7 separate regions of the Mus musculus genome follow, and regions 1, 2, 3, 4, 5 and 7 are each linked to region 6. The links are chromatin contacts, called in public HiChIP or PLAC-seq and promoter capture Hi-C maps. All regions are on one chromosome and are shown on one strand. The core of a region is the stretch at or near the end of the contact, and the rest is flanking DNA. Distances in the headings are between cores, read along the strand shown.

Region 1 (3,627 bases), core at 262-2,761, 1.0 Mb before region 6:
GGGCTGTCCTGAAGGTCACAGCATTTACCATTTTGTTAAGGAACACCAGAAACAATCTTGCCTCCTGGGCTCTTGCTGTTTCTAATTATTGTGGAGTGATTGATGTTGGCACGGAGAGCATTCCTCAAAGGAGGAACATGATAATAGGTACATTATTATACAAATAAGCTTTATGCCTAGCACCCATCTACACTCCTGGAGGCCCACACCCTGCTAGTTCTGCTCCAGGGCTGGAAACTGTGTCAGCTGTCCCTTTCACAGTGGTCATGCAGGACATATGTGTGCAGTATTTTCAGAGGCCAGAAGAGGGAGTCAGATTCCCTGGGACTGATTGTTAGTTAACATGGAGGTGCTGGGAATAGAACCTGGGTCTTGTAGAAGAGCAGCCAGTGCTCTTAACTGTTGAACCATCTGTTGAGGACCTCTCTACTTCTCTACTTCTGTGTGTGCTCAGGAAGCTGATGGCCAGTGTTTACTTTTGTTTTAATCTGTGCATTTAGATTGTAAATTAAGCATGGCAGTGATTCCATCCCTGAAGAGCTGATAAGTCCCCTTTCTTTACAGTTCACTTAAAAGTCTTTTATAAAAATGACTCTTCCTTGACCCATGGGTTATTAGAATTAAATGTCTTCAAATTTCAAACATAGCTTTATCTCACTGGATTCCAAGTTGTCTTTAATTGTAGTGTAGTTAAAGAACGCAGAACACTCTGTTACTAAGACTGTTTACTTTGGTGTGATTAACTTTATGGCTTAATCATATCTTTTTGTAAATGTGTGTGTGTGTCTAAAAAGAATGCTTATTGGGGAATTATTGATCTACTACTTCCTGCAAATCCATTTGACAGGTCTTGTAATTGGGTCTTGTATATTCTTACTAAAATTTCATCAGGGACTTTTTTTTTTGTGAGAAACAGTTGTGTCAAAAATGTCTTATTGTAACATTTGCTATATTTTTTCAATTTTTGTTTTGTGTATTTTGAAGTTACATGTGATTTGATTATCATAAAATATTTTTCTTTATAGCTGGGAAGGACTTCTCCATAAACACTACTATCTTTGATATTAATACACTATATTTTTTCCAATTAAATTGTGTACTGTGGTCAATATTTCCCTATTCTTACATTTTAACTGTCAGATTATAAGCAGACAATAATTGGGTTTTGTTTTTTTTTAATCAGCACAGCTGTCTTTGTCTCTTTAAAGCAGTTTACATCTAATATGATTACAGATCTATAAGGTTAAAGATAGCATCTTACTATGGCTGGATTAATACTTTGACCCCATGTGTTTGTGTTTTATAATAAGTGTTCTTAGCTCCTTCTTTTGATTTGATCTGTGGGCAGCAGCCTCACAGTCTTCAGAAGGAAATGAAGTAGAATTGAAGAGTAAGATGCACAAAAATTGTGTGGTCTGGGAGAATCGTGACACATTATAATGAGATTACTTTTTTTAAAGACCCATGCTGTCAATGGTTTTTGAAGAGTGATGTGGGCATGCTGAAGCACATGACCACATATGGTTTTGATTTTTTCAAAGGAGGCACGTAACATTATTTTCCCCTTGACACCAGCACTGGGGAAAATTCTGAAATTAATGTCTTAGAAAGAATGGCTTGTGAGGCAATCTTCAGGAAAAATAAATGGTGATTGCCAAGCTAGAATGTGTTAATTTGAAATGCCAAATAAAATTATCTGCATTTTCTCTGCGAAAGAATTGCTAGACCAGCAAAACAGAAAGTGATAGATAAATAATTCTGGAACTCAAAAAGCTGTTTGACATAAGGCCCACTGGATGGACATGCTGGAGATGCACAGGCTGGAAGCATTCTAGTTGCTTTCTTTTAGAGCTGGTTACCCAATGGTTGCTAAATCTGCCCATTTGTTATCTTGGTCCTCAAGTGACTCACAACTGTAAGCAATGACTCAGATAAATATATAGAAATAATGCTATAAAACTATGTGTGGCGTGAACCTGCAAGGGAAGAAATATGTGTTGAATGATGAAAAGGGATTCAAAGGGAACTTTTAGGTCATTCATTGTGGTGGGTGGGTAAAGTCAGGGGCATGAACACACACACACACACACACACACACACACACATGTGGGTTCAGAAATTGCCACTTGAACCATACAAACACTGACCTCAGTTAAACAAGAATAGTTTATTGAGCACACACCTTAGTACTGAACGTTCAGGACCGCAGACAGGACTCGGAAGCCTAATTGAGGTACTAGTGTGCTCCCAGGATAGACTTTTTATAGGAAAAAACTTTTATAGGTTTGAAAATTTAAGGGGCAAGCAAGGAAGGAGCAGTTGGCTCACTAGGCAAAGTATTATCAGCTAACCTGTAAGCTGTGGTCCTGAGTAAGGAAAGGGGTCAGAAGTAGTGGATGGGTGGTGAGTGGGAATTTCAGAACACTGAGATAACAGAACGTGGAGTAGTATACTTTTTGGCTTATTAGTAGCCAGAGTGTCAGTCCTAAAAAACACAGTGAGCCCGTATGTAGGTGCAGGAAGGGCTGTCTGGCGGTCAGCTCTGACTCAAGATATTTTAGAATAAGAATTCATATTGACCTTTGATTTGATAGGTCTCATGTAAAGCTTCATAGAGCTTCTTAGATTATCAAACTTCATACAGACAAAACAGGGTGTGTGGTCAGGATGTTCTTGCTCTAAGCCATGTCACTTCTTTGTGTTAATGGCTGGCAGGCATGCTACAGCAACATACAAAATAGCGGGCAGGCATGGACCAAAATGGCTACAGCTATTCTGAGCATGGGCATCAGGCCATAATTATATGTATATATACAAATATATGTCAGGGATTCGTTCTTGCCCATGGGATGGCTCTCAATTTGGGCCAGTCATTGGTTAGCCATTCCCTCCGTCTCTGACTCAAAGATGCCAAATAACAAGGAGGGCAAAAGGGAGGTTACTTGAATCTGAAGCGAAAGTAAAATAGACATTGGAGGCAGATGGAGGGAAAGAACTGGGTGAGAAAGTGGATGGGGAGGGGGATAAGGAAGGAGAGCATGGGTGAGAGAATGAAAATCAGCCGAGGACTGGGAAGTGGAAGCAGGGACGGCATCTCTAAGATCTACCAGAGATCTGGGATGCTCCAGGGAGTCTCTGGGAGTGACTCTAGCTGATACTCCTAGCAGTGGGGGATATGGGGTCTAAAACAGCCACCTCCTGAAGCCAGGCAGGACTTCTAGTGGAAGGATAAGAACACCAACCCACCCACAAAACTTTTGACCCAAAATGTGTCCTGCCTATGAGATGTGCAGAAAATAATTTTAAAAATCAGTTATTACTCAAGGCATAAAAAAATGTTTCTCTATTCCATTCTTCCTTGTGGCCAATCCCCTTCTCAGGCCAAATTTCCACTATTTTTAAAGCTATCTTTAGGAGCTATTAACTCATTTTGGCTTCTCAAGATAAGGCTTCACTCTGTGAACTTGCTATGTAAGCCAGACTGGCCTTGAACTTATGGCCATCCTCCTGCCTCAAAGCTGTGGTGCTCTCTCTGCCTCAGCCTCCTTTTGCTGACATCACGAACATGGTCCACCCGGCTGTGATTTCCGGAAGCCTTGGTAATTTCTTTTAGTTCCTTAAAGAATT
Region 2 (3,800 bases), core at 289-2,788, 1.2 Mb before region 6:
GCCAGGCTCTCGTTAATCGGCCTCACTGATAACCCAGCCTTGGTGTGAAGCAAGAGAGTTGTAGACGTGCCGGCAAAGAGACACCATAGAGTTAGATTCGCCACACGACAAGGTTCTCAAGAACTGAGCCTAGATGTTTACAGTATTGAACCCGTGCATAGTGAGAAACAGCTTTACCAATGGTGAAGGGTGAGAGTGATATTTATTAACATGCTTTGGACCACCAGAATGCCTCTTGGGCGCGTTTTCTAGAACAGTGATGGCAAATGAGATTAGTCTTAGAGGAACAGCCGCACGACACCATCCGGAGCTTATATCAGCCACAGGAAATTGTATTAGGCTAAAATCTGCTCTAAATAATGGGAATCTCTCTAGACATGTCACTCCAGAAATTGACTTGGAGGTGGCCATGGCTGTCAATCATTCTCTTCAGTGATCCAGGAAGAGAACATCTCTGTCTGGCCTCCCCCAGTTCAGCGAGCCGGTGCTATGAGGTTGCCCTCTGGGACCTTATCTGTGTTCTGTCACTTTGATCGTTCACTGTGTAAAAACCTCTTCAGAAGAGTATGTTAGAAATTCTGTTTAGAACAGGAACACTTCAGCAGAGTAATGGCCATTTCCTAAAACCCAGTGAATACATTTATACCAAAATGAATGCCTTCACATAGCCCTCAAAGGCTGCATGAAGCCCCTCACGCTTCAGCCACACCCTGGCCAAGCTGAACCATCCTGGTAGAATGGAGATACTCGGAAGCAAACTTCATCTCAGGTCATTCCTGTATGTCAGTGGGTATCAACCTGTGAGTGCCAGCCTGTCTATCAGTGGGTGCCTGTGAGTGCCAGCCTGTCTATCAGTGGGGAGTGGGTGCCTGTGAGTGCCAGCCTGTCTATCAGTGGGTAGTGGGTGCCTATGAGTGCCAGCCTGTCTATCAGTGGGTAGTGGATGCCTGTGAGTGCCAGCCTGTCTATCAGTGGGTAGTGGGTGCCTGTGAGTGCCAGCCTGTCTATCAGTGAGTAGTGGGTGCCTGTGAGTGCCAGCCTGTCTATCAGTGGGTGCCTGTGAGTGCCAGCCTGTCTATCAGTAGGTGCCTGTGAATACCAACCATATCTTGACTGAGAAAGGGAAGCTGCACTGGTCCTGAAGGAGAAATGCCTGTTGCCTGCTTCCCTCTCCATCCAGTGTCTTTCAAGAGATGAGACACACTGTAGCACCCTTCTGTTGGGGAGCTTAGCGAGTCCTATCTATAGCACAAGTGTCCCCCAGGGGACTGACTCACAGGGGCAGAAAGCGTTGTCAGCCCAGGGGTCCACTTATCAGATGGAGTGGTTCATTATCATCCTTTCTTTGTTTTACCTCCAGCAGACCCTTAGCTCCATGTTTGGCTACCTCAGAATTTGGGAATGACCATGTTGCCAACAGTATAGGAACTTCCACTGCTTAGCTTTCAGTTCATCTTCTGAAGATAGTCAGAGCAATTGTTCTCAACTGGCTTGCTGTTTCTAGTGGTTGAGCACTTCCAAGCCTGACTGCCCTGTGGCCTTCAGCTCAGGAAGTGAATATAGCAACGAATGGCACATTATCATATATTGTGACCAGGATGCGTCTATGCCAAATCTCACTCGGCTGTGCATTGTTCTATTGAAGCTATTGTCTATAAGTTAGATGTTATATTAAGTACAAGATAAGCCTAGCCTCCTGCAATAGGAAATGTCAGTATTCTTTCTCTCTCTCCCATCTCTTCTTCCTCCTCTTACTGGTATTTTTTTTTCATAATTTTAAAAGTATCTATTTACTAAATATGTGGCTTAAAATACAGTAATCGTTTTAAAAATCTTTTCAATAAGAAAAAAAAATGTTTTTTAAATAAAGTAAGTCTTTGTTTTCAGTATTTTGTTTTTTTAATATTATGATATTTTGAGAACAAATACTCGAAGTAATTTCCCATAGAGAATAGGCAGTCAACTCTAGTTCTTGACTTCCTCCAAACCTCCTGATAAAGACCAACATTTGGTTGGTATTAAAAGCAAAGATAAATGTTAGCATCAGTGGCCCTCCTAAGCATACAAGCAACAAAACATTAAAACCCATGAATAACAGGACTGGAGCAATGGCTTCACAGGAAAATATACACAATACAGTGTTCAGTACTGGGGATGGTACCTACGACTCACACATACACGGTGGGTGGCACTACCTCTGATCTACAGTACAACCCTTTCTTAAGGTTTTGGCTTGATACTGTTTAGCCCAGACTAGCTGTGAACTTGCTCTTTCGCTCTGGCTGGCCTTGAACTTTCAGTCTTCCTGCCTCAGTCTCCCACATAGGGAGAGTCACAGCCCCCACCAGCACTGTCCTCTTGATCATCCATTCTGACTAACGGCTAGAAACCAGGCCACTCACCCTGCCCTCAGGCAACTGGTAATCAAGTAAGGCTCTGTCTTTGGAGGGAGGTGAACAGAGCTTCTTCTAGACAAGCAAACAGGGCCATGTGTGTATCTATCTGTGTCCCACAATGAAACTTCTTAGAACATTATCATTAGATTCCACTCTTTCTTTTTTAACCTCAAAGCAAGCCTAGTATGACGTCTGCTGCCCTCCCCCCTCCCTGCCCCCACAGCCTGTCATTTGTAAGGACTCTGTGTATGCTCAGAATCAAGGAAGCGCCTGTGCGAAGCAAAAAGTTCTATCCAGCCACCTTACTATAAACTCTTTCCCAGCACAGCCGTTTCAAAGTTAACATTTAAACCCATGTAAAGCCAGGCATGGCGACTCACACCTTCAATCTCAGCACTCAGGAGGCAGCAGCAGCAAAGGGATCTTTATGAGTTTAAGGCCAGCCAGGTCTCCATTGTGAGTTCCAGGATAGCCAGGCTGTGTGGACAGCTACTGTCTCAAAAATAACATTAAAATAAAATTTAATAGGAATATGGCTGGCTGTGATGGTGCATGCCCTTAACCTTAATGCCAGGACTGGGGAAGCAGAGGCAGGTGGGTCTGCATAGTGGGTTTCAGGTCAGCCAGAGCAATAGAGAGACTGTCTCAAGACCAAATCAAACAGCGAGCATTTTCTCACACTTGGGTGCTGGGAGTCCAACTGTTTCTGGGAGGAGGATTATGAAAGTGACAATCTGGGAATTAAATGCAGAATCATAGTTTGCATTTTTAAAAAAAGAACCTTTATTTGTTCTTCATGAACAGCATATTCCCCAGTCTCCCCCTCCTCTCGTACCCATCCTCCATCCTTGCAACCTCCAACAGAGAAAAAGAAAAAATCTCCTCGTGGAAGCTGTAGTATGTGAGTGTGTCTCATGGTATACCCTTTTGTTTACATTTCCTTGCTTGCAAATGGTCATTGCAAGGAGTCCTTTCACTGGTACAAGGCTTCCGGCTTCTGCTACACTATCAGTATTGGAACCTCACTGGGACTCCTCTTGGATATCTTGATGTTGCTCTGTATCATGGAGATCCTGTAGGTTTGGATCTGTAGGACCAGCCCCATTCATGCACTCATGGATGGGGTAGATGTTGGGAACGGCCAATTCATTCATAGATCTGGACCTGAGAGGTATTTAAGCTGATCAGCCCTCCAGCTCTCACGTTCTCCTGACTCAGGACCAGCTCACCTACAGCGCCTACATTTAGGGCCAGCTCTACTGTGCTGGCCAGAAGAGGTGCAGAGCCTGCTCTCTATAACAAGTGAGTGGCAGGGCCAGCTCTCCTGCTACCGTGGTCCCAGAACCAACTCTCCCACCCTCCTCTCTGCTTCCTACTGACATACATGTGGCACAGAAGCCACAT
Region 3 (3,535 bases), core at 372-2,871, 1.0 Mb before region 6:
TTTAATTTGATGTTGTAGCCCACTTATTGCAATGTCAGTCAACTATGGGATTTTGTTAGTTTGTTTCAGGGAAGAATAACCTGGCAGTTTCTTTTTATGTATACTTAGGAAATATTTATTTATTATTTATACAGTTTTCTCCCTGCGTGTATGCCTGCACACCAGAAGAGGGAACCAGATCTTATAGATGGTTGTAAGCTACCACCTATAAGGTGCTGGGAATTGAACTCAGGATCTCTGGAAAAGCAGCCACAACTCTTAACCTCTGAGCCATCTCTCTAGCCCCTTATGTATACTTCTATATGAGTACTGCACCAGTCCAACTGAACTATCTAATTAGCGAGGCCATCCCCAGGGACCTCCTTGCTGGGCTCACCAGAAAAGCATACTTCTTTCTGCTCTGTAGGAAAGAAAGCTAATCTTCTTTGTCTAGCACTAAATGCTCGTACCCCAGGGAAGGCACTGTGGCTTAGACTCCAAATTCCAAATGACAAATCATACTTAAAGACATTGATTTCCTTTGCTGGGAAGTTTTATGACCTTCTGCATGTGCTTCATCCTCACCGCGAGTTTGCTTATTGAATTATGCTCATGGCTATTTTTCTTGCCGAATTATTTCTTTAAAAAAAAAAATCCTCTCAACAAGGTACCACTTCATCCCTAGTCTTGTGTAGTCATAGGCCAAGCTTTTCAGCAATAAAAGGTGAGCAACTACTGTGAATAGAGCCGCAGATTTTAAAGCAGAGGGACCACAGACTGTATCCTGAGGGAAGGAGGAGGGTGCTGATCTTCAGGGTTTAATCCAAGGGTACTGGACTACAGCGGATCTCTTCTCCTTCTGTTAATCCCGAGATTCTTCTCTGGTCCCCCATGCTTGACTTGATCTTCATGTTATTTAAGTGTCCACCTAGCAAATGTTAAGGGAAAGAGATGTTATCAAAGGGGAGGAGTTATGAGAAGGGTCTAGTGGACATTTGAGGAATGGGCACCACAGGAAGTCTGCATCAGTTAATGCTGGAACAGCTCTGACATGCTCAGCAGAAGCTATGAGGTTTCCTGGTCGCTTCCAAGGCCTTGGTGGGAGAGGCCAGCCCCTATGCCCAGGAACACTGGCATTGCTAAGAGTATCAGACAGAAGGGACTCTGGCTGCCTAGAGAGACCAAGCATTACCGACCCCAGATAAATTAAGCTCTAGCCTGAACTCTGCTTTTGGATCCCCTTGCTCCAGTCTCTTCCAGCTGTACCCACACACACACGGGGTAGGGGTAGAATTCCAAGGTATCCAGTTATACCATGTTTCTCTAACCACGTTCCTGGGAACATAAAAGTCCCTGTTGGACATTCTAAAGGTTCATATCGCTGTCAGATCAGCAAAAGGGCAGCCTATCTTTAGTCTTGAATTGCCAAGTGGTGGCTGTTTGCAGGACAGGAAGAGTGTGGTTTGAAGAAAGCTTGGAAATGTAGGCTGAGGTGTATCACACTTGCACATTTGCAAACTTGTACACTTGCACACTTGCACATGTGATATTGCAGTAACGGATAGCACTGAGGGCGGGAAGAACTCAGCTCTAACCCTGTGTACCATGGAGAACTGTCTATCAGTTGACATCTGTTGAGACAGGCATCATGGGTCACTGGGCAGGAAGTAGTTTCTTAGACTTCCAGAAAGGCTTTATGCACCAGTGGATACAGAAGAAAAGAAAATCATTATTATAAAAACCACTTAGCCTTTAGTAAGTGCCACACTTTGTGTTGAGACCTTTCTACATATTTTATTTCATTTACTTCACTGTTATATATAACAAATAGGATTGCTACAGTTTTACAAACAAAGCAGTCAAGACTGAGAGCAGATGAGTAATCTCTCCTTGTTAACAGATTGTGAGGGGAGACCTGGGATTTTAATCTCAAATCAGTGAACTCTCTCACCATGTTATCTCCTCATTTGCAGGTGCAAATTATGGTGCTCTGAAATAGAAACAAAGATCTCAAAATACATTTAAAAAAAGAGGACACGAAATAATCAGGAACTATCAAAGAAAATAAATGGCTTAGAAGTGGGAGGGACAAGACAGAGGTCGGAGCTTTTAAGTGATTCAAAATCCAATTACTCTGTCAATTGTACAGGTCTCTCTCACACAGCTACACCACAGAATCAAAGAAGGTCTACCTTTCAGACATCCATGAACTGTTGCCAATGAATGACTTAGTTCCAAGGAGGAGTTACTTTCTTTCTTTTCCTTCCTCTTTATGATCTAAATGTAGTTTATTTGTGAGTGGCCCTTGCGATGGATTCATGACCCAGTCTTCATAGCTGGGGTTGTTCCTTCAATGTCATCTACAGGATTATGCCACTGAGAATCTGAATTGTAACAATCAGACAAATCAAGGAAGCCAGGCATAAAAGTCTGGCTGAGAATTTTTGAAGCAAAAAACAAATTTAACCAGAAAATGTTGTTGGTTCTGATATTTGTTATCCACAGTGCTGTGCTTAAGGGTACCACAGTAAAAACAAATCAGATAGTTTGTTCTCTCAGAGTTCCTAGTTTTGTGACAAGGAACAAATTGAAAAATATAACTACTCTTTCCAGCCAACACCTAGCACTGGGCATCTCTCAGGGCAGCCGGCAGAAGTGCCACATGACTAAGGTAAGAGAAAGCCCTATCACAGGAATGGAAAGTATGAGCTGGGATGGCCTGTCCCTCAGGATATACATGCAGTCTGAGTTCCAGAAAGCAAGAAGGAGTACTGTGCCCTGAGATGGAACTTGGGGAACTTTTCCTAGGGCTATGCGTGTTTTACTTACAAAGCAAAGATTATTAATATTGTCTACCATGCACCCCATAACGAGCCGGTCTGCACCAAGACCCTGGTGAACAATTGCATTGTGCTTACTGATGGCACACAGTACTGACAGTGGTACCAGTCACACTATGCACTGACCCTGGGCTGCAAGCAAGGGGCCAAGCTGACACCTGAGGAGGAAGAGATCTTAAACAAACAAACAAACAACCAAAAAGATCAAAAAATTCAAAAGAAATATGATAAAAGGAACAGATTGTCAGGATCAGCAGTCTGCTGGGAGAGAAGTTCCAGAAGGGCAGGCTTCTTGTCTGTGTCACCTGAAGGCCAGGCCAGTGTCATGGCGCAGATGATGACTGTATGCTAAAACACAAGGAACTGGAGATCTATCTGAGGAAGACACAAATAAGCTATGGTTCATAGCTCAAGTAATAAGGTTGTTTATTGTTCTATGTGAGGAAGGAAGAGAGGGAGGGAGGGCGAGAGAGAGGAAGGAAGGAAAAATAAATAAGTAAATAGGTAACTAAGTAAATAAATAAATAAATAAATAAATAAATAAAATCATGCCTGTCACTTCCCAGAGAGCAAAGGACTAAAGCGCTTAGCTCCTGAGCCTTTCACTTATTCTCCAAGTCAGATTTCTGATCAAAAACTTCACTCTCTCTTCTTTGGCCAGGTAGATCAGAACTTCCCTTCTTATCAGTTGCCAAAACATAAAACCACAGACAAAC
Region 4 (3,706 bases), core at 112-2,611, 1.1 Mb before region 6:
TTTGTAACTTCTAGTTCCTTTCGTGTGTGTGTGTGTGTGTGTGTGTGTGTGTGTGTGTGTGTGCCGAGGTTGAACCTCGGACTTAAGCATACAAAAAAACCCTGCAGTACTAGTGAGATTCATCTCAGGCAGCAATTCTAGGTTTTAAAAGAATGTCAACTACACAACAGAAAGTTGGTGTTGTGGAGGACAAGTGACTGTGGCCATGTGGAACACTCTGTATTTTAGGATATTATCAGCTGTCCTGTTTGGCATCAGCTTCTTAGATGCCTTCCTACCACGATGAGCCTTCACAAAAGGGGTTGGAAAAAGGCAGGTGACTGTATGCATTAGAGAGGAGGCTGTGGGTATTTTTGTGGGCACTGATCTAATAGTTATAAGATATTCTGTTATTGTGGTTTGTGTGTGTGTGTCAGTGCCTGCCTGCCTGTTCATGAGTGTTTATTTGTATATGTAGGCTCACACATGTGTGTGCATGCGTGTATGTGCATGTGTACACATGTGAGTGTCTGCCTATGTGGGCACTGTGAACAAGCACATGTGCGCGCGTATGTGTGTGTGCATGTGTGTATGTGTTGTATATATGTACATGGATGTATTTGTGTATGTGTGTGTATGCACATGACATGTACATGTGTGCATGTGTACATCCACGTATGTACACACTATGTATCATTTTTAAAGTACAATTGAACTATTCCTTGTCTAGACTTTTCCCAGTGTCTCCTGCAGGTGAAATCTTCCAGGCACCCTCCCCACCCTCTTGTTCTTTCCTAAGCATTCTTCCTCTAACTAACCTCTCCTTTCTCCTGGGTCTCTGATTTTCTGAGCTCTAAATTGTCTCTACTTTAGCCAGTGCGTCCACGGGATGCAAAGGGCTTCCTTGTATTTCTTAATGTTTAGTTAAATTTTGCCATCTACCATGTGCGGTCTCGGTTGTGTTTCTCTTCCATGCAGTTACCACCCTCCGTGAGGAAGGACGGGCGATTGCTGCATAGCTGTCTCTTCATGCCTGTGGAGAACTTGACAGTCTTAGCCTGATGGAGGGTAGGGGTTGATAGAGCTACGAGGAAGGGGAAGGCTTCTCTTCTGGGCCACAGTCTGTTCTAGTACCTCATCCCAATGCACAGAGTTCCTTCCAAAAACTTCTAGTGAACGTGAAAACTCCTTGGCCAGCCTATAATGCAGCTTCGACCCCTTTTGTGAACCAGTGCCAGCTACTGTTACTTATTACACTAAGAGAGATTTAGCCTGAAGTTGCAGTAGAAAACACTTTTTGACTGACGCTAAATGCTCAGAAGCAGGACAGCTCTGGAGCCATTGTGGGGCTATTACAACAGAGCAATCTGGTACTCTCCCGGCTGGCTAACCTTGGACAAGTGACCCAGCGACCCACCATTAACTTTCTCCAACACAGAAATAACAACAACTGCCCACCCCTCCCCCTAGGGTTCTTTATGTAAAGTACCTGGCACATGGCCAGGTTTCAGTGTGAGCTATTATATGTCATGTGCCCATCGAAGCTGTCTAATTATAAAGTCTCCCTGTGAACTGTGAGGTGAGGGGGGACACAGAGTGTCAAGGGAGAGGAAAATTGAACCGCTCCATCAACGCTGGGTGGTTTTCTCCAAAGCATACATGCGTGTGAAATTTCTACAGTGGGACAAGGCAATAGACTGAAAAAAAATGTCACACAGCAGAATATCTTTGAACTAAGATCATTTCTTGGATCTGAGACCATCACTTAAAAACAACAACAAACAAACAAAAAAAAAAAAAAGAAAGAAAGAAAGAAGAAAAGAAAAGAGCATAATAACAAAACCACCACAACCAAATCTTTTCTTTTAAAAACATCCTTTCAAGGCTGGTGAGATGGCTCAGTGGGTAAGAGCACCCAACTGCTCTTCCAAAGGTCTGGAGTTCAAATCCCAGCAATCACATGGTGGCTCACAACCATCTATAACAAGATCTGACTCCCTCTTCTGGAGTGTCTGAAGACAGCTACAGTGTACTTACATATAATAAATAAATAAATCTTAAAAAAAAAATCCTCTTAGAAAGTGGTGTGAGCATGTTTGGTTTTAGAAACGGGTTTGTAAATCTGTCTTCACTTGCGGTTTTCCTCTGAGGGGTAATGTGGCAAATAAATGTGCATACTTAAAGATTTTTTTTTTTCTATTTCTCCCTTTTTTCTTCTTCTTGTTTTTACTGTCAAGAAGACAAAGCCAATACTTACTAAGTTCCAAACTGGATTTGGAACACAGATTTTGGGGAAAAAAATACCTTGGATCTGTCAGTTCTGGAAAGTTCAAAAGACCATTGGGAGACAAATCAAAGAGCGCTCCGGGGGGGCCATGCCAACTAGGCGGCTGCTCTGCCAACAGCTACTCTGCCAACAGCAGGGAGAAGGAGCTAGCAGCTCCATTAAACAAATAAAAGTGGAAGCTGACAGTAGGCTACGGAATGCAAAGCTGGTTTGGGTTGACTGGGGTGTGATGGGCAGTCGAGCGCCCCCTGGAGGTAGCAGGCTGGCAAAGCTGGTGTGGGTTAACTGGGGTGGGTGGGCAGTCGAGTGCCCCTTGGAGGTAACAGACTGTGTCTTTCAGACTTTTAGGAGCTTCAAACCTTAAAAACACAACTTTCAAGTCAGTGCTTGTAGTTGATAGCCCCATTTGTTACAGTGGCTTGAGAATTGTGAGATGATTACTTTAAGCCTGTTAAATTAACTCTCTAACTTCTTTGTCAGTCTAGGGCAATAATGAACTCTTTCAGGAAACGTATTTTTTAACTAAATAGACATTTAGGGCTCTACTTGGATAAAAAGACTGGCATAAATTACAAAAGGCAATGAGGAGAGATAGGGAGAAATGGTGGAGGAGAGAGGAGGAGGAAGTGGGGAAGGAAGGGGAGGAGGAAGTTGAAGAGGGGAAGAGAAAGAAGGAAAGAAAGGAGGGAGGGAGGAAGGGAAGAAGGGAGAGAGGGAGGATGCCTTCTGCTTGTAGAGGCTGTACTGGTGAGGAGACTAGAGGAAGTGATAGGATGCTCAAGTTTGCATCCCAGTTTCTAAACCTGAGACCAAGAGAAAGGTGGAAGGAGAGAGAGAAAATGGAGAATGAACATATTGTAGAGACGCTAAGAGGCCAGGTGGACACTTATAAAGGTTCTGCAGCCAGGACAAGACTGTTCACACACAATCTCTGGACCTCAGATCTCCAAGGTGATCAGAACACCGCGGCACATTCCTTGGCTGAAGGAGAGGGCAGAGGCATGTGTGTACTGGCAGCTTGGTGGTTTGTACCACTAGACTGCCAGAAAACCAGGCAGATGCTCTACTCAAAAACATTCTGTCGCCCAGGGTCTCCGACTCCCTCCTCCCATGCGGTCTTCCTCGTGTGGATGCGCAATCTCAGCCTACTCTGAGAAGATAACACCTGGAAAGGAGTTTTAACTTTGTTGATACACTTGAGATAGGACTATTGAGGTTTATTGTGGAAATAATTGGAAACAGATAACAAACTCCACCTCTCTCTGTCTCAGTCGCTCTTTCGTTCTGTCTCTGTCTCTCTGTCTTGCTCTCGGTCTCGCTCTTTCCCTGCACCCCCTTCCTGCAGATATGATGACATGCAAGTGGTTACTTTACAAACGAATTATTCATTTATTTTTCTGAGTCTGATGATAAGATTTACATAGTTTACAAGGTGAGCCT
Region 5 (3,525 bases), core at 268-2,767, 1.0 Mb after region 6:
ACTGCATCCGAATGTTAGACGGCAATAACCTAATTTGAGGTAACAACCAAATTACACTTTCTAGAAAAGTACTATGGAATAATTGCTGGTTCTGAAGGAGCGCCTACATTAAGTAATTGCTAGATTTGAGGGAGAAACTACTCATTTAAAAGCCATACTTGATTTATATGTAGTTTGTGACCGTCGCAATCTGCTTTTAGGCAGAAAGGAGACACTTAAAAAACACAAGATGATGTACAGAACTGACTTCATGAAAGGTTGATTTACCAGGGATTTAAGACGAAGTGGAAGACTCCCCCCCTTCCAAAACATAAATAAATTAATGAGCGTAACGAGTTAACATGTGCTATTACTACCAGGGCTTTGAGAAGATTCAGAGCCTGTAGGCCCTGCAAACCCAAGATCATGCCATTTTTAGATATTTTTTCCCCTTCATGAGGATGTCCACAAGCCGTCTGCAACCAAAGCGTTACCGCCCTGCATCGGGGGGTGGGGGTGAGGGGTAAAGCAAAACGTTAGCGACTGGGGTCACTGTGGCCACCGGGGATTCAGGGGGATCAGACACGAACGCGGAAAGCGAGGCCCCCTGAGCGGCGTTCCCTCCCTCCCGACGCGACGCCGGGGTGAACGCAGGGGACCAGCCCGCGGCGCCCATTCATTCCGCGCTCCCGCTCACCTGTTCGGGGACGCGACCTCGCGGCGCCCGAGGCCGCCGCCGCCTGCAGTTGCGGGGACTTGGGCCGAGATCCGAGCACCGGCGGGGCGAGCGTTCGGCGCGGGCCGGGCACGAGTGTGCGGCGCAGGCCGGGGGCGTCCCTGAGCAGCAGGGCCGAGCAGAGCCGCCGCGGGCTCTGATACATGCCGGGCGCCGCCGCGCTGACGAGCCGGGCCGAGCTGGGCGGGCGACGGTGGGGTGGGGGTGGCGCGGGACCGCTGCGCTGCGGGGTGTTCCTTCCTCCTCGTCCCTCGGCGCCGACCGGGCGAGCTGTGCCGGGAGGCAGACGCGGCGGCGGCAGCAGCGGCGGCTCACTGAGGCGAGGGAGCTAGCGCCGGGGAGCAACCGGCGAGCGGCGGCGGAGCGGGCGCTACCACGCGGTGGCTGCAGAGGGGGGGATCCGCGCGCACGACCAGGGCGCAGTCAGACCCGGACAGCTCCGGCCGAGAATGGACCGTCTGGATCAGTGACAGCGACTGTAGATCTCCCACGGGGCGGAGGCTGGGGGCTGGCTGACACCGCGGGGATTCGTTAGAGAGGCGTTCCGGGAGCCTCTGTCCCCTCCCGCCGGCTGCAATGGGAGCGTCCACAGGCTGGGAATCCCGGGTTGGTGCCAGCGCTGAGTGTGTGCGAGCGCGTGTCTGGGAGAACGTCCTCCCCGAGCTGTGGGCTCCACGCTCCGCGGTGCTGAAGGAGATTAGGCACCAGGACGCGCTGGCTACTTGTGTGGCGGCTGCGACAAGCATCCGCCCCTCAGGCACGAGAGGCGGAAACGGACTGCAGGGCGTTGAGCGTCAGTCCTGCCAGAAGGTCTGGTGGAATTGGCCTTGGAGCTAGCTGGGCCCTGATTGGAGGGCTGGAAGTCACACCTGGGAGACAGCACTGTAGTTATGGAAAATGAAGGCTAAGGGAATTGGGGAGGGGGGGGGGAAACAAAACAAAACAACCCCCCCCAACCCAAAACAACTGCTTGGGATGGGCCAGACGTAATTTGGACTGTTACCGAATTTAAAGCATTATCCATCCAATAAACCACTGAAAAAGCCAAATTGAAAGTGGAAAGCAGGTGCGGCGGTGAGGGCGACCGCCTTTAATCTCAGCACTGGGGCAGGGGCCCGGATCTTCAACATGGTCTGGAGAGATCCGGCCGGCCAGAGCTACACAGTGAAGCTCTGTCTCAAAATAAAAACAAAGAAACAGAAAAACACCAAACAAACAAAACCCTCAAAACAACAACAAGAATACAAACGAACAAAACTGAAAAAAGGAGATGTACTTAATATGCCCACATGGGGTAGAAGGACGAAGAGTTAACCTCTCTCTGGGATCCCAAAATGAGATTAAAGTTCAAATAGAAGGCCAGGGGTATGCACATCTCAGCAGTCCGGGTCAAAGCGATCTGACTAGATAGAACTGTGTGAATTCCCGCTTCCTGAAAGAATTCCCCCTCAAGCAAAGGCCTTTTCCTTTTCCCAGCAGGAGTTTCCTGAAGGAAATTCCCATTTCTTGGGGGGTCCATTGTTTCAATAGTCTGAGAGTCAGATGCACACACCCACATTCTCTTGAGAAAACCCTTATTTTTGTCAGCTCTGTTGCAGGGATGCTAGGATATGGTCAGAGCTGTGTTTTAATCGGATGCCATATGTTCCAGGAAAATGCTGGAGATGTTGCTCAGTGGTGGAGCACTTACACAGCACTTGAGAGGCCCAAGACTCACATTCTCACCTAAGGGGGTATGGAGAGGGAAGGGGTGGGGGGAGGCGGAGAGGGAAGCAGGAGAGAATGAGTTGAAGAAATACCTCAGGTAGGTTGTGTAAGGAGTGACTAACCCTAACCGGGAATGGAAAAGAAACTTTGAATGAGTATCGTCACCAAGGATTCAAAATGCTTTCCAGACCTGGCCTAAAACATCTAACACCCACAGGATACGGATGAATCAGCTGACAAGCCGATGACAGCATCGGGGCCAGGAACTCCTTAGCTGGTCATTATTAGCGTCTGAGGCTCAGTTTTCTTATCTGTACAGCAATCAATCGCCCATGAGTCATTAGGCAAGGCAAAGGGTCATAAGAAGGTAGCAAGTGCTTTGCAGATAGAACAAAATACAGCAGTTGGTTTACAGTTTAGGTAATGGATCTATGGATGCTGACTCCCTCCCTCCCCCAACCCCCACCACACACCACATTTTCTCCCCCCCCTTCCCTTTCTTACTCCTGTAAGCAGTTTGTCAGTAGCCAAGAAAGCACAGCAGAGGGAGCAGAGAGGGTCAACCAGAACTTGTAATGAATGAGACAGCCTTAAGGAAATTAGATACTCCATGAGCGAATTAATTAACAAGTTTAAAAGTAGTTTGAGGGCTGGAGAGATGGCTCAGTGGTTAAGAGCACCGACTGCTCTTCCGAAGGTCCTGAGTTCAAATCCCAGCAACCACATGGTGGCTCACAACCATCCGTAATGAGATCTGATGCCCTTTACTGGTGTGTCTGAAGACAGCTACAGTGTACTTAGATATAATAATAAATAAATCTTTAAAAAAAGTAGCTTGAGTGGAAGTTTCCTGGGTAGATAAAGCTGTTCCCCACCCAAGCCATAGGCTATTAGAGCGCCCAGTGCCAGCTATGGGCTACTGTACATATAGTAGCTCCTGAAGCCATTAAAACACTACAGGCAATTGCCACTGCTATTGGCTGCCTACCAGAAATAAATGATAAGACCCTGAAGTGTCGACATATGTGTTAGTCACAGAACATGGAGGGATCCAGCTGGAACCGGACTGGAAGGTTCCTCCCAGTTAGCGCACACAAGGTATT
Region 6 (3,812 bases), core at 1,100-3,599:
GGATATTCTTAAGACATATGTCCCACCTGTGATTCTGAGAAACTGTCAGCCACAGGTGGCCACACCTCGAGAGGGACTTCTAGGTAAGATTCTCTCCTCCCCAAAGGCCCCAGCCCTTATACCACCCCAACCTCCACTGGTAGGGATGCCACAGTCCACACTGAGTCACCTGTCCTCTCCCTCCCACCGGAAAGGTAAACAAAGGCCTTAAACACCTAATTTATAAGTCTCCAATCCTCCTTCGAGGCAAAAAGGTCTTCCGTAATTCCCCAAGTGAGCACTTAAGACTTCCACCAAATACTCACTTCAGGGCTCCCAGACTTGCCCGGTCGTGGGTAGCTGCATGCTTTACGGTAAATCACTCCCCAACACTCACGCATAATCTGGTCACACACAGCAGCCTCTCGGCTTTCAATTAAATGCATACCTCCCCAAGCCAGCCCAACTGTGGAAGCCTTTCTCTGAGTGCAAAAAGTGTGGCCTCCCAGCCTGGAGGCACTGGCCCTTTAAAGGTTCTAGCTTCCTGTACACCCGGTCCCTCCCTCCTCGCCTGCTCCCGCCCCGGCCAAGGGTCACACTTGAACTTTAGATTGCCCAGAGCCTAAAAGCCTTGGCCACCCACTTGCGCGCGTCCGAAACCGTACCCAGTGAGTGGGAACGCTCGACCACCTGCTCAGTGCCCAGGCCACTTTGGTTAAAACCAAATTTGCCCCGGCCTCCGCAACTTTCTGCAACCGCTGGCCCGCACACGGCTCAGCCAGCTGCGCGTTTGGCTATCCCAAAAGCTGCGGGAGCCCCGCGCCTGCGTGCGCGCGCGTGGGGGTGGGGGATGTCTCCAGTGCGCCCCGCACCTCCGCGGTCGGGTCCCGGGGAAACCTTGGCGGCCGAGGGTCGGGAGAGTGGGTGCGCGTGTGGGTGGAGGAGTCGCCCGACCCCCTCGCAGGAGGTCTGGAGTGTCAAATGGAGAGGGACCTTGGAAGCGAACCCCTCGCTCCAACAACTAAGCTAACTTTCACGCCTGCTCTGCCATTTCACTTAAGTTCCCAAACGAGCCCTGCCCGGGTCTCTCTAGAAGTCCCTCGCCTGCACCTGGTCCAAATTTGGCTCTGGGTCTCCGGGAAGCCCCCGCCACACCTGCCATTTCTCGCCCCGCTCTCTCCGTGCGCCCATCATTTCCGGGCCCCGAACACCCACACTGCCGACCCTCCGCCGGCCCCAACACATCCCCACCCCACCCCCCAGGGCCGCCCAGAGGCCGTTCACCTTCCAGCCCGCCGAGCTGTTGCTGTCGCCCTTATCCTTGAAGTAGGGCACGCTCTTCACCATCCACTCGTAGATCTGCGACAGGGTGAGCCTCTTCTCGGCTGAGCTCTCGATGGCCTTGGTGATGAGGTCGGCGTACGACAGGTTGCCCCACGCGTTGCGGCGCGACGAGCTGGTCTTGCGCGGCTGTCCCGCGAGTGGCCCCGCGGCGGCGGCAGCGGAGGGAGGCACGGGTGGGGGCTGCGACAGCGGCCCGGTCGGTGGGGGCTGTGGCGGCGCTGGGTGCACGCAGCCCGCCTCGGGGCCCTGGAAGTCCCCGCACAGGCCCCTGCTGGCCGCAGCCGCCGCCGCCACGGCCACGCAGCCTGGCGCCCGCGCGAAGTCCTCACTCTCCTCCAGCAGGCTCAGGTTGCTCATAAAGTCGGTGCTGACAGCGGACGCCGAGGCCAGGCTCGCCGCGGCGTCGGGGTTGGCGGCCGCGCCGCCCGACGGCGCCGGACTGGAGGTGGTCGAGTTGGACTGGTTAAACTCCGGCCTGGGCAGCGGCCAGGTACAGGAGCGCTGCCGGGGCAGCGGCTCGAAGTCCGGGTCGGTCTCCACCACCTGGGGCGCTTCGGCCATGGTGCCCCCGCCCCTCCCCCACCAGCAGAGAAGTACCGGGAGACGCGGCCACCGGGGGCGCGGAGCGGGCGACCCGAGTGTCGCTCCGAGATTGGGGGGCCGCGGACGGCGGACGCACGCCGGAGTCAGGCGCGGCGGGGCGCAGCGGACGGACGCGCCCAGAACTTAACTTCGCTGGGTCACCGGTGTCTAAGGAGCCTCCGAGTTCGTGCCTAGGACGGGGCACCGACCAGGCCGCGGAGCCCGGCAGCTCGGGCACCGCGCTCCCGCTGACAAGGGCCGCGGACGCCAAGGCAGACGGGCGGACGCTGCGGGCCGCTCTAGCTCTCCGCGGCCGCGCGACAGCGGCGCTGCTGCCTGTTGAATGTGGCGGCGGCGGGGACTGAAGCGACTCCGCAGACTCCCGTCTTACGGGATCTGCAGCGGGCTCCCCGCCCGCGGCGGCGCGCGCGCCGCCCCGCCCCTGACTGACAGGCTGCGCGGCCAATGGACGCGCGAAGTCTCCGCCGAAGCAGCCAATGAACGCGGGCCTGGGCGGGCGCTGCCTTCCCTCGGGAGGCGGCAGTAGGTTGGTGGGGGGCGGTGGGGTATTTTTCTTTCTCACACACTTTTTTTTTTTTTTCCAATCTCCGTTATTATTTTCTGTAATTCTCAAGTGTTTCTGAGTCTCTGGCGTCTCAGCGATCGGATTGCTAGGAGGCAAACCGGCGTGGAGGCGGCTACCATACTTTTGTTTACTACAGAGTGCAATCGAGTACTCCAGGCAGAGCCCAGACCCTGACTCCCGGGATGGCGCGGGGCCGCTGCGCGCTCCCGGACGCGACGTGGGCGGTGGGGCGCCTCGTGGATTCCACTCAAGCCCGCTCCGCCCACGCGTCTTCGCGCAGCTCTCGGGAAGTCGGTGGGGTTTGTTTTGGAGGAATGTTTTCTTAAGCTGGCATCTGCCCTGGCCGCCCCAGGCGCGCAGATCCTTCGGTGAAGACCCGTCGCTCTGCGGCTCCGGAGTAACCGCTTCCCACCCTACCTGTGCACACCTGCAAGACGAGCCTCTGCGGCTCGGTCCAGCCCCCAGCCTCCACTCATCCTGAACCCCAGAGAGGTGCGGCGCGGGGAGAACACTGTTGCACAAGCACCTAGCTCCAGTAGCGCCTCAGATCCGACGTCTTCTATGGGAACCGCTTTTCTGCCACGGGAATCTCACTTTTTCCTGAGGACCGGTGTGGTGGCTAAAGAGTCAGAGGAGCGCTTAGAGACAACTTTGTCACTTTATTACCCCTAATTAAGTTTAACTGCTTGCTTATTTCTTTTTTATTTAGCATGGAAGCGATGAGGTGTTGAAGTCGCAAAAGGAGATAAGCCCCAAGTGTTGGGGCACAGCTCCGCCCCTCAGTTCTTTAAACTCACAGAGTGAGCTCCCAGACCCGCGTATCTAACACACGTCCGGCGGAGCCAAAGGTAGAAAGACAGTGGTTCTTTTTGCCTTACAGAATAGAAGAAAATGTTCCCTCGCTTGATCCTCTGATTTGCTTTCTTTTTTAAAAAAAAAGAAATATGGGTGGCATTTTCTTTTATTGGCTAGGATGCTTTAGAATTGAAGATGCATATTAGGGCTTTAAATATGTCCAAAAACGCAGCTCCAAATGTCTTGTTGCGGTTGTACTTCGCTCTTCTTTCTTACGTGGAGTTTTTCTATGTAAAATGAGACTCCAAAAGAAAACCAGCCTTCTTACTCCTTCCACTTTGTCTCTAACGTCTCGCTAATCCAGGCCCCTATTCCCCTATTCATAATCCCTTTTTCTGAAACGGCTGCCTACTGATAAAAGTTTTGAGTGGCGATCCTGAACCAGAGGTGCCGAGGACAGTTTGGTTAACTGTCTCTTCACCTTGACTACAAAATTTGGCTTTGACAACCGCTGGGAGACTCGAGT
Region 7 (3,660 bases), core at 555-3,054, 1.1 Mb before region 6:
TGCGTTCCATGTGCCTCGTGTTTCCTTCGTAAGTACTGTATATTTACAGGACTCTGCTCCCATCGAAATGTCCTGCTGTGCCGGGGTACCCAAGGTCTTCTCTCCTCTGGCTATATAATACAAGTCTTTAGATTATTTAAATTAACCCAGATCTTCCTGCTTCCTCCAAATGTAGGCTCTGTTTTTACAAGCTTACCTCAAAGGTTTTCCACTTCATTTTAGCCCCATAGGAATTGCTTTGCACTGTTTTACAAGCTCAGTTAGCACGTGTGACAGAATGTTTGCTGTGTTTTATCCAGCACTTTCTGTTGTGTAATTGGAGGTCTTTATTATTTTTTTCTTTAGATGAACTATACAAATATCTTGTTGAAATGGCCTTGGTTTCCACCTTCCTTACACACACTAACACCCCCACATCTAAGGGGCCTTCCATGATTTGGGAACTTTTTTTTTCTGTGAAAAGACAGGAATAAAAATTAAATTCTTTTATCCTGTCTTTAGTCAATTGTTCAATGATCCTTTTATATATTATATATAAAGCAATAACAGAAACTTCCGGGCATATGTTGTCTACACTCATGGCTCATTAGTCACTGTTCAATGTCTCCATTTCTGATGTCGGCACAGCTGTGTCTGTGGGTCTCTGAGCTCCGCTGAAGATGAGGGAGATGAAGCTTATAAAAGAAATAACTGTTTTCAAGTGACAGTTACACAGCCACAGTTTACACGCCAGTGCTTGTTATTCCTTAGAATCTGATTCTAAAGGCTGGAGAGACAGCTCAGCTGTTAAGAGCAGTGGCTGCTCTTGCAGAGGATACAGACACAGTTCCCAGACCCACTTGGTGGTCCACAGTTATACCTAATGCCAGTCCCAGGGCATCATATGCCCTCTTCCAGCCTCTGTGGGTACTGCACAGATATGGTATGCATAAATACCTTGAGTTAAGGTACCTATACACATAAACATAAATAACTTTCTTTTTTGTTTTCTTGTTTTTGTTTTAAAGATTTATTTATTGTTATATATAAGTACACTGTAGCTGTCTTCAGACACACCGGAAGAGGGCATCAGATCTCATTACAGGTGGTTGTGAGCCACCGTGTGGTTGCTGGAATTTGAACTCAGGACCTTCAGAAGAGCAGTCAGTGCTCTTACCCGCTGAGCCACTTCTCCAGCCCAATAATTTTTGTCTACATGAAGTTGGTCTGTCACCCATCTACTGCTGGTTACATTGCCTGAGTCTGACTTATCTATTGACAGCCTTCCAGATCCTTTCCTCCCAGAGAGATTACTTTCCTTTTTGACTTTTGCTATCTGTCATCGTAATGCATCTTCTATGCTGCCTGTCTCCGAATGTGATGAGTTTTGATTTCCGAGTCTCATGGACCTCACAGTTCTCTACCAGGCAGGAGGGCCTCCACCTGACTCAAGTTGATGCTTGACTCATCTGAGCTTCCTGCTGAGACTAAAGCTTGAGGTGGAAAGCCAAGCAAGTGCCTTCTGTTTAGGTTGGGGTAAGGGTTGTGTGTGTGTGTGTGCCCGCGAGAGCTAAAGTGCATTTGTGGTCATTTGGAGATGACAGACTAAATCTCACTGCTCAGTAAGCAAGGAACAGATGGCACTGTCAGTTGTAGGCACAGGACAATCGCATGCCATATGAGCATTCCTAAACAGGGCTGCATAAGCAAACCCAAGCTGCCAGCAGTCCTTCTGATATTCAAATCCCAAGAGCCTCCCAAGAGCATATTGCACTGCATTCCACTGAACAATAAAGATTGCTTGTCACTCTGCTTCCCTTACACATTCCTTCCATTAGCCCGCTCCCCAGGGCGAGTTAGAGGAGTAACAAGCTTAGGGTTTATGAAGTCAAGTCCTTAGTCATTTGTTCTCTAAAGCAAAGCAATCCAGACACAAGGTGGTTGTAAAAATAAAAGAATAAATTCATTGCAAAAGGTGGGACTGGCAATTTCATTACATGCAATTCCTGCATGCAAACCAATACTGACTTGGAAGAGATAAGGCACACTTTTGGCCAAATACACATGGGGGCCTGAGCTGGGGAAAGTGAATGTCTAAATGCATGGTAGCCCTGCTCGCTGGGAGGGTAGAGAAAGCTGCACAGACAGAAGGTCTGGGTTGGATTTTGTGAAAGCCATCTTAAAGCTGCGAGACAAGAGGCTGTAGTTTACTAGTGATTTAACAAACCTTAAACACATGCCTTGAACAGTACTGTCTCTAATGATGACAGTCCTTTCACCCATGAAAAATTTAAAAACGAAAAATACATTAAGCAAGTTGGGAATCTAGGCATTTTCTTCTGGCTGAAGGAAGCCATAGGACTTTGACTTTGAAGATTAATATCCAACTAGAGCTTGCACAGTGCTGTTTGGGTGTAAACAGGCACTGTCACTTTGTAAAGTTAGTGCTAAATAGACTCCTGTGCTGTGTGCAGTGAGTCCACTCAAACCTCTTGACCAAAAGGCACATCTGCAATACATACAGCCGACCAATTCAGTCTTTAGGAAATGCGTGTTACAGTTATTTTATATCAGTGGCATGCCTATAGTGATCTTTTAAATCCAAAGGAGGTGCATAAATGCATTGACATAGTATTCATGAATATATATATCCTCCGATCTATACTGGACTGAGCCACCCCAACCCCAGTGATGAATTCCTAACCTTCATGTCAAGGGATTCAATGTAGGATCTTTGAGAGATACTTAGGTAAATGATGCTCAAAGGTGGATTGGCTCATGGATCTCATCAGAATCAGCTACTAATGTCTATATTGGGAACCTCTCTGAAAACATACATAATATTTCTCTACAAGTTATTGTTTTGTGTTGATTGTGCATTTGAAGTATTCAGCACATGCCAGTAACTGGGCCAAGATCAGTCTGTGACAAACGAAATCAGGAACCTGCAAGGGAACTGAAGAATCCCACCACTGGAAAGTCTATTCGCTCCCAAGCAGAACCTGCCCTGTCTATAGATTGAGAACACAATATTGTTATGTCACACTTTTAATTACTTCCTCCTAATTGGCTGCTAATAAGGTAACATTCCCCCCTCTTTATCAACTCACAGAAAAATGTAAAGTTCTTCATTTACTTTATCATGTGTAATTAAATCTGGAGGGAGGAATGATGGGGATTGAACCTAGGGTGTGCGAAGCACATGTGTTCTCCCACCAAGCCACACTCCCTGTTTCCACATATACTATGACAGAGTGAGTCACAGCTTTAAGAACCCTCAGGTAGCACAAGCCATGCAGCTCAGCTGGCAGAGCATTCATCAGGCAAGCTCTAAGCTATGGGTTCAATCCCAGAACGGCATAAATATGGGGAGGTGGCCCACGGAGAAAACTTCAGCACCCGGGAGGTAGAGGTGAAATGACCATCTTCTGCTGCACAGTGGCATCGCGAGCAGACATGTAAGATCGTGTTGCAACTAAAATAAAATCCAAAACCATTTAGAAAAATGCAATCATATATATATATATGTATATGTATACACACACACAGACAGACACACACACACAGACACACACACAGACACACACACACACAAACACACACACATATATATATCTTCCACTTTCAGTTTCTCTCTAGAGAGGATTCAGCTGGATCAACCAGCTGGTACTGGTAAACAAC

The links. Promoter capture Hi-C pulls out the DNA fragments that hold promoters and counts their contacts. HiChIP or PLAC-seq counts read pairs in DNA pulled down with a chosen protein or histone mark. Capture Hi-C pulls out chosen DNA fragments and counts their contacts.
Region 1: a promoter capture Hi-C map of stem cell-derived epiblast-like cells shows a contact between it and region 6, with 7 times the contacts expected there. The contact joins the enhancer-like site here to the promoter of Foxo1 in region 6. A contact is called at or near these places in 7 of 39 promoter capture datasets (the 3T3-L1 cell line, the HPC-7 cell line, frontonasal cranial neural crest and 4 more), 1 of 15 datasets of contacts at CTCF or cohesin (large pre-B cells), 3 of 484 Hi-C or Micro-C datasets (embryonic stem cells and uterus), 10 of 115 datasets of contacts at active chromatin or transcription factors (T-cell acute lymphoblastic leukemia, astrocytes, embryonic forebrain and 5 more) and 1 of 9 other capture datasets (embryonic stem cells).
Region 2: a contact with region 6 is called in an H3K4me3 HiChIP or PLAC-seq map of pro-B cells, with 11 times the contacts expected there. The contact joins the enhancer-like site here to the promoter of Foxo1 in region 6. A contact is called at or near these places in 1 of 39 promoter capture datasets (hippocampal neurons), 11 of 484 Hi-C or Micro-C datasets (the G1E-ER4 cell line, adipose-derived mesenchymal stem cells, cerebellar granule neurons and 5 more) and 6 of 115 datasets of contacts at active chromatin or transcription factors (astrocytes, embryonic forebrain, large pre-B cells and 3 more).
Region 3: a promoter capture Hi-C map of pre-B cells shows a contact between it and region 6, with 6 times the contacts expected there. The contact joins the enhancer-like site here to the promoter of Foxo1 in region 6. A contact is called at or near these places in 7 of 39 promoter capture datasets (the 3T3-L1 cell line, the C10 cell line, embryonic stem cells and 2 more), 1 of 15 datasets of contacts at CTCF or cohesin (large pre-B cells), 5 of 115 datasets of contacts at active chromatin or transcription factors (embryonic forebrain, embryonic stem cells, large pre-B cells and 2 more) and 1 of 9 other capture datasets (embryonic stem cells).
Region 4: a contact with region 6 is called in a promoter capture Hi-C map of second pharyngeal arch cranial neural crest, with 10 times the contacts expected there. The contact joins the enhancer-like site here to the promoter of Foxo1 in region 6. A contact is called at or near these places in 2 of 39 promoter capture datasets (hippocampal neurons and second pharyngeal arch cranial neural crest), 5 of 115 datasets of contacts at active chromatin or transcription factors (astrocytes, embryonic limb bud, embryonic stem cells and 2 more) and 1 of 9 other capture datasets (embryonic stem cells).
Region 5: a contact with region 6 is called in a promoter capture Hi-C map of liver, with 2.7 times the contacts expected there. The contact joins the promoter of Noct here to the promoter of Foxo1 in region 6. A contact is called at or near these places in 1 of 115 datasets of contacts at active chromatin or transcription factors (pancreatic cancer cells) and 1 of 9 other capture datasets (liver).
Region 7: an H3K4me3 HiChIP or PLAC-seq map of embryonic limb bud shows a contact between it and region 6, with 5 times the contacts expected there. The contact joins the enhancer-like site here to the promoter of Foxo1 in region 6. A contact is called at or near these places in 4 of 39 promoter capture datasets (embryonic stem cells, frontonasal cranial neural crest, maxillary cranial neural crest and 1 more), 6 of 115 datasets of contacts at active chromatin or transcription factors (craniofacial prominence, embryonic limb bud, embryonic midbrain and 2 more) and 1 of 9 other capture datasets (embryonic stem cells).

What each region holds. Positions count from the first base shown.
Region 1 is chr3:53,302,580-53,306,206 of GRCm38.p6, reverse strand. No RefSeq gene overlaps it. Among named protein-coding and RNA genes, the nearest start is that of Gm40048, 91 kb to the left of the region's middle. Within about 2 kb of position 1,511, at least 10 of the 459 cell types and tissues checked have an H3K27ac peak or open chromatin away from gene starts, as enhancers often do.
Region 2 is chr3:53,512,024-53,515,823 of GRCm38.p6, reverse strand. It overlaps Frem2 (Fras1 related extracellular matrix protein 2), which reads left to right. Exons shown (of 24, transcript NM_172862.3): 24 at 1-1,886. It also overlaps the pseudogene Gm23675. Among named protein-coding and RNA genes, the nearest start is that of Stoml3, 25 kb to the right of the region's middle. Within about 2 kb of position 1,538, at least 12 of the 459 cell types and tissues checked have an H3K27ac peak or open chromatin away from gene starts, as enhancers often do. A contact at or near this core is called in the G1E-ER4 cell line and pro-B cells, where this site is marked.
Region 3 is chr3:53,276,272-53,279,806 of GRCm38.p6, reverse strand. No RefSeq gene overlaps it. Among named protein-coding and RNA genes, the nearest start is that of Gm40048, 120 kb to the left of the region's middle. Within about 2 kb of position 1,621, at least 14 of the 459 cell types and tissues checked have an H3K27ac peak or open chromatin away from gene starts, as enhancers often do. A contact at or near this core is called in pre-B cells and pro-B cells, where this site is marked.
Region 4 is chr3:53,370,831-53,374,536 of GRCm38.p6, reverse strand. No RefSeq gene overlaps it. Among named protein-coding and RNA genes, the nearest start is that of Gm40048, 23 kb to the left of the region's middle. Within about 2 kb of position 1,361, at least 1 of the 459 cell types and tissues checked has an H3K27ac peak or open chromatin away from gene starts, as enhancers often do. A contact at or near this core is called in second pharyngeal arch cranial neural crest, where this site is marked.
Region 5 is chr3:51,222,439-51,225,963 of GRCm38.p6, reverse strand. Noct (nocturnin) reads right to left here and starts at 1,517. Exons shown (of 3, transcript NM_009834.2): 1 at 677-1,517. The coding sequence starts at 860.
Region 6 is chr3:52,266,874-52,270,685 of GRCm38.p6, reverse strand. It overlaps Foxo1 (forkhead box O1), which reads right to left and starts at 2,349. Exons shown (of 3, transcript NM_019739.3): 1 at 1,264-2,349. The coding sequence starts at 1,884.
Region 7 is chr3:53,414,240-53,417,899 of GRCm38.p6, reverse strand. It overlaps the pseudogene Gm43471. Among named protein-coding and RNA genes, the nearest start is that of Gm40048, 20 kb to the right of the region's middle. Within about 2 kb of position 1,804, at least 23 of the 459 cell types and tissues checked have an H3K27ac peak or open chromatin away from gene starts, as enhancers often do. A contact at or near this core is called in embryonic limb bud, where this site is marked.